2 separate regions of the Zea mays genome follow, and region 2 is linked to region 1. The links are chromatin contacts, called in public Hi-C maps. All regions are on one chromosome and are shown on one strand. Each heading gives the region's core, a stretch centred on a gene start, on an enhancer-like site or on the middle of the called end of the contact. The rest is flanking DNA. Distances are from core to core; before and after follow the strand shown. Region 1 holds the start of LOC100273423. Region 2 holds the start of LOC100286352 (oleosin Bn-V).

The links. A called contact is a pair of places that touch in the nucleus more often than the background predicts.
Region 2: a contact with region 1 is called in a Hi-C map of ear, with 2.7 times the contacts expected there. The contact joins the promoter of LOC100286352 here to the promoter of LOC100273423 in region 1. A contact is called at or near these places in 2 of 25 Hi-C or Micro-C datasets (ear and tassel).

What each region holds. Positions count from the first base shown.
Region 1 is chr8:74,202,915-74,205,614 of Zm-B73-REFERENCE-NAM-5.0, reverse strand. LOC100273423 reads right to left here and starts at 1,450. Exons shown (of 1, transcript NM_001147860.1): 1 at 1-1,450. The coding sequence starts at 1,438. The coding sequence ends at 176.
Region 2 is chr8:74,479,222-74,481,921 of Zm-B73-REFERENCE-NAM-5.0, reverse strand. It overlaps LOC100286352 (oleosin Bn-V), which reads left to right and starts at 1,297. Exons shown (of 1, transcript NM_001159239.1): 1 at 1,297-2,200. The coding sequence starts at 1,375. The coding sequence ends at 1,848. LOC109941797 (protein CHUP1, chloroplastic-like) reads left to right here. Exons shown (of 19, transcript XM_023300878.1): 19 at 1-335. The coding sequence ends at 52.

The DNA of each region.
Region 1 (2,700 bases), core at 201-2,700:
TCCACTGGGCTTCGCCGTCTACTCCGCTTCGTCATCCTCTTCCTCCTCGCAGTCCATCAAGCTCCAGCGCCCGTCGGCGCCCTCCACCATCCCCCTGTTCAGCGGCACCCACCACTCGGGCGGCACCCCGTGGTCGTCCCGCAGCGCGTCGTGCGCCTTGTTCACCAGCGCCACGTCACGCGCCACGGCGAGCTCGAACCCTCCGCGCGCGCCTCGCGTGCCCGCCACGCCGTGCAGGTACACCTCGAGGTTGTGGCAGGTCCGCTCGCGCCCGGGGCTCCTCAGGTACGGCGACTCCCCCGTGTCGACCGCGAGCTCCGCGCCGACGTCGTGGTAGAACACGGCCGGGTACTTGGGCACGACGTCGCGGGCGTTGCGGACGCGGAGGAGCCGCAGCCCCGGGACAGCGTCGAACCGCTTCCTGAAGCCAGCGCCGCCGACGCGCGGGCTGGCGAACGCGAACGCGGTCACGGGGCAGGCGGCCGTCGCCGTCGCCGCCACGTTGTAGCCGTTGGCGGCGATGTCGAACGCGTTGAGCGTGGCGAGCGCCGCGCCGAGGCTGTGGCCCGTCACGGTGACGCTGAGCTCCTCGTCCTTGTACGCGTCCACCAGCCTCCGCACCTCGCCCAGCGCCTGGTCCCGCGCGCTGTCCTGGTTGTGGCTGGACGCGGGGTCGGCGGAGGTGTACATGGACAGCCAGCCGCGGTGCACCATGGCGTCGCAGGCGTCGCCGTCCCCGAGGCGGCCTTCCGTCGGCACCATGGGGAACTCGAGGTCGTCGGGCGTCGGCCCACTCCAGCGCCTCCACGGTGCCGCGCCACGCGACGACGATGTCGCGGCGCCCGAGCGCGGCTTTCCCCTCGTCGGTGGCCGCCGCGACGTAGCCGATCCAGTTAGACTCCCTGCACCGCCGGCGCGACCCGGCCACGGACCAGAGCATGAAGGCGGCCGGCACGGCTACCGACGACGTGGCGTACAGGAACCTGGTGACCCGGTACGCGGCGGCGTGCGCCGGCAGCCGCGCCCGGTCGAAGAAGCGCGCCCTGGCGAAGCGGGAGAGCCCCGCGTGCGGCGACGCGCGCTCGCAGTTGAAGGCGTCGTAGGTGGCCTGCGCCATCTCGCCGTAGCGGAGCACGGTGCGGCGCAGGTCGAGGTCCAGCGGGTCCAGCAGCCCCGTCCAGCTGTTGTCGCCGCCGTGGAGCTCGCGCCACCGCCGGGCCGTGTCCCCGAGGCCGCCGTGCTGGGACATGTTGCTGGGCACGTAACGCAGCTCGCTCGCAGTTGCCTTGCTGGTGCTTCTTCTGGTGTACACAGTGACGGTAGCTTGCTCGGGGGTTTGCTTCTGATTCTGACGACGAAGATTGCAAACGGCAAAGGCATGACATGGATCGTGCTGGGACTGGGTCATGGAACGGACATGTCTGGTGCGCAGCTGCATGCCCAAACTAGGTAGAGGTGCGAAAGGTGAAGCGGGGCACGTTTCGTGTGCAGCTGCATGGCCGAGGGCAGGGTGAACGGAAGAGGTGAGCGGAGAAATGCGGGGCACGCCAGCCACACGGCAAACAGCACAACGCAAACAGAACTGTATGCGCAGCGGTTACGCAGTTACGTCACTGATTCCTGGCTGCCCCCGAACTTCATTTTTCAAGAAAAGGAAAAAAGGAAAAGTATAAAGGTTATTGCCATGGGCTAGGCCCAATCAATGAATCCTCTGAAGTATGGCCTGCCATGAGTCAGGACCCGGGCCGAGGGTCTAGTTGGGCCTGCAGTTCAGTTCTCCGTGTGGTGTGGTGTTGCCTGTTGGTGGATTCGGCTGTCACAGACACAGAAGTGTTAATTGTTAAATAACCCTAGTTAGGGTTATGTGAGCAAATATCTGCTTTGTCTCTGAGGAGTCTCATATCTCTATATAAGGAACATGTACACTCCCTCATAATACAGAGAAGAGAAAGAGGCCAGAGGTCCAACCATATACCCTGTGTCTCGTATGTTTATTATGTCGTGCTTATGAGAAGGGAGACGAATCTTCTACAGCATCTCGCGCCTAATCTGCTAACGGGAGTGAAAGGAGCGGATCTGGTGGTCCGTGGTAACATAGTTCTCAACACGTTATCAGCACGCTCTATCTCGACGTTGCTGCGGATTCGATCGGCATCAACTCTCCATCAAGCCGGCATGTCCCTCGGTCTAGCCGAACTGACCTACGCGACAGGCTTCGATTCTCCCTGTACACAATAGAACGGTAAATTTACTGTTCTTGATATGTTGTTGTGCAAGTGCCGTGAACCGTGTGCGACAAACTGCCATCACCATCGTGGTGTTGCGCCCGGGCAAGCGTCGCTACCGTCCAGTCCTGCAACACCGAAGAGCGATATTACAATGTGTCGTCCGATGTCCGTCGTATGTGGCAAGCGGTCAGATCTAGTCCCGATAAAAAAGAGAGTACTCGGTCAAAGAAGCTGCTAAAAAGATGGATCTAGTTGGTGGCCATGCACGCCTTCCACACCTGGTGACGCATGAGTGCATGCAGCTAGAAAAAAAGATTACCATATTACCTATTAATTCTCGTTGAATCAAGTAGGTCTAATTTTAATTTATACGCATCCTCCATATGATTAATTCTATTTATTTTATGTTGCAAATAATAAATAGAGTGAAGCATGTTTTATGTTGTATTGCACTGGACGGCTCCGTCCAACA
Region 2 (2,700 bases), core at 48-2,547, 280 kb before region 1:
AAGAAGCAAGATGAGTACACATAAATCTGCTCCACAGATATCTGAAGGCTGAAGCATGAGTTGAACACAGGATTCAACACACATCTGGTCTTACTTGCTGGATACTGATTTTTAGTTGTGTACAAAAGAGAAGTTTAAATTCCAGTGTGGTGTCAAGCAAGTTGTATATGCTAAGAGAATACAAGTCATCAGGTTATGTTCATTTATTTTTTATGAAAGTAAGGGCAGGACAGGTTATGTTCATGCATATAACAGTTTTAGCTCAAGTGTATACCTTTTCATTTTAAAGGCTGTAACTGTAAACAGGCAGCTCCAGAAAATGAATCACTTGGGCATGTTTTTGTTGCTACGCATATACTACTAATAAAATGTCAAAAGCGTCCATTCGGTTAGTCCGGTACCCATGGAGATAATTCGTCTGAATGAACCTTGCCGTCTTTGTTAAAAGAAAAAAAAATTACTTTGTGCCTCACCGCATTCGATACTTTGAAGAAATTGACCCGTTACCAGTTACCACCCACGCACATACAGTGCTAGAACAGCAGATCTGACTTGAAGAAGCATATATCAAGACAAAAGTCCACCTGAACGGAGACAGTCGAGGTTGTGGCGGAGAGCTCCACCTGAACGCCGAAGTGGAACCGAACAGTTCCAGTGGTTGGCCGTGGCGAGCTGGCCACCTACTAGTCTCCGGGGAGGGGGCTGGCTCCAGCGCCTCCGAGCGCGGTGCCAGTGTCGCCGTCGCGTGGGTTCCGGTTCCGGCCGCCGCCGCTTGCCGGGGAATCCAAACGGCAGACGGGGTCGCCGTGACCGTGAATCGTGTTTACTTGGGCCTTATCTAGGCCACAACGTTTGTGACTCTGTGAGCTTATTGTTTGGGCCCATCTCTTTGGCGTGTCTGAGAACGAATTTTATCATCAAGCCCACGAAGCCAAACCAGGATCCTACCCACCTAGCACATACTAGTGAAGAAGGTAAACAAAGTGTATTTTCATGTTAATTCACATGCGCGTGGTCGACACCACACCACACGACTTAAAACTCGGTGTTATGTTCTACGACCACAAGAGCCATGTTAATTTTAAGCCGTGTCTGCGCCATGATCCGAAGAGCGCGTACAGTGAGAGAAGAAACGCACGGCCGCCAGCAGCTGCCGCGGGAGCGAGGCAGCACGTCCGTTGGTCGGCCCGGGCGGGAGCGAGGCACACGTCGCGCATGCACGCGCGGCGCCCGGACACGTGCCGGCGCGGGCACGTCCCTCTCCGCGCCTTATACTCCTCCCCGCCATTTCCCAGCAGCCACAACAAGACAGAGAGATACCCGATCGCCACCGCCGACCGGACTCCCCTCAAAGGCGGCCACAGCACAGCGAGCATGGGAGACCGGCATCAGCATGGGCCTGGCAGCGGCGTGGAGGACCCGGCGACGCTGCTGCGGCGGGTGCAGACCCGCGCGCCCAACTCGACGCAGGTGGTGGGGTTCCTGACGCTGCTCGTCTCTGGCGCCGTGCTGCTGCTGCTGACGGGGGTGACGCTGACGGGCGCCGTGGTGGCGCTCGTCTTCCTGGGCCCCATCGCGCTGCTCACCAGCCCCATCTGGGTGCCCGTCGCCGTCGTGATCTCCGCCATCGTCGCCGCCGCGCTCTCCGCCTGCGCCTTCGCCGCCGCCGCGCTCCCCGTGGCCACCTGGATGTACCGCTACTTCACGGGCCGCCACCCCGTGGGCGCCGACCGGGTGGACTACGCGCGCAGCCGGATCGCCGACACCGCCAGCCACGTCAAGGACTACGCGCGCGAGTACGGCGGATACCTGCGCACCCGCGCCAAGGACGCCGCGCCCGGCGCGTAGGCGCGCGCCGCCCGGCGTGCATGTGCTGCAACCCCCGTCCGTGGTGCCGCTAGCTATAGGTCATCATTGCTGTCGTCGTCGTCGTCTTAGTTCCTCTTGCATTGCGTGTGCGTACTCTGCTCCAATCATCCCCCGCCCGTGTTGTCAAGCAATTTCTGGTCCTCTTGCTTGCTTTCTCTAGGAGATGCTGTTCATTTCGATCTCTTGGCGCAATTTGATCTTTCGCTTGGTGTAATTAGGTCATTAGTTAAATCATAAGAGACTCGTGTTCATGGTCTTTCTCACAACCTTAAAACAACTAATTGTTGTTGAAAAGAATATATATAGGTAACCTTGCTCAGTTTTCGTCGAACAGAATGATGGCAACCTTTCTTCTGCAAACAGTTGCAGATAATGCCTAGGATTTTTGTTCTCTGTGCTGAATCATCTATACAATCCGACGTATGTACTCACCTCCCGAGGTTGCTCCATCCCAAAACTGGAGTTGGCATAGCGTGGTCCCCGTACGATGCATAACAAGTGTCATACAGAAGGTTGTGTCATGTGTGTATCTAGTGTGCCACATGCTATAATCTCTGTAGTCTTTTAATTACCCTTTGGGGTGTTAAAGGGCGATCAGAGTGACATCAGTGATCTAAGGTACGTAGACCGCATAAATGGTCGTGTCTCGTGAACCCAAGCACGACTTATTATGGACCTCAGACTGACTTAGTATGGTTATTGTGGTGACATGCAGTACATGTGCTGAGCTAAAATGCTCGACCAATATAGTCCGACCTATTTAATTAGTTGTACCCTGTCACTACATGTAAATTTTCTCATCCAGTCTTCCCCGTCCCGTCGTTGCTCCTG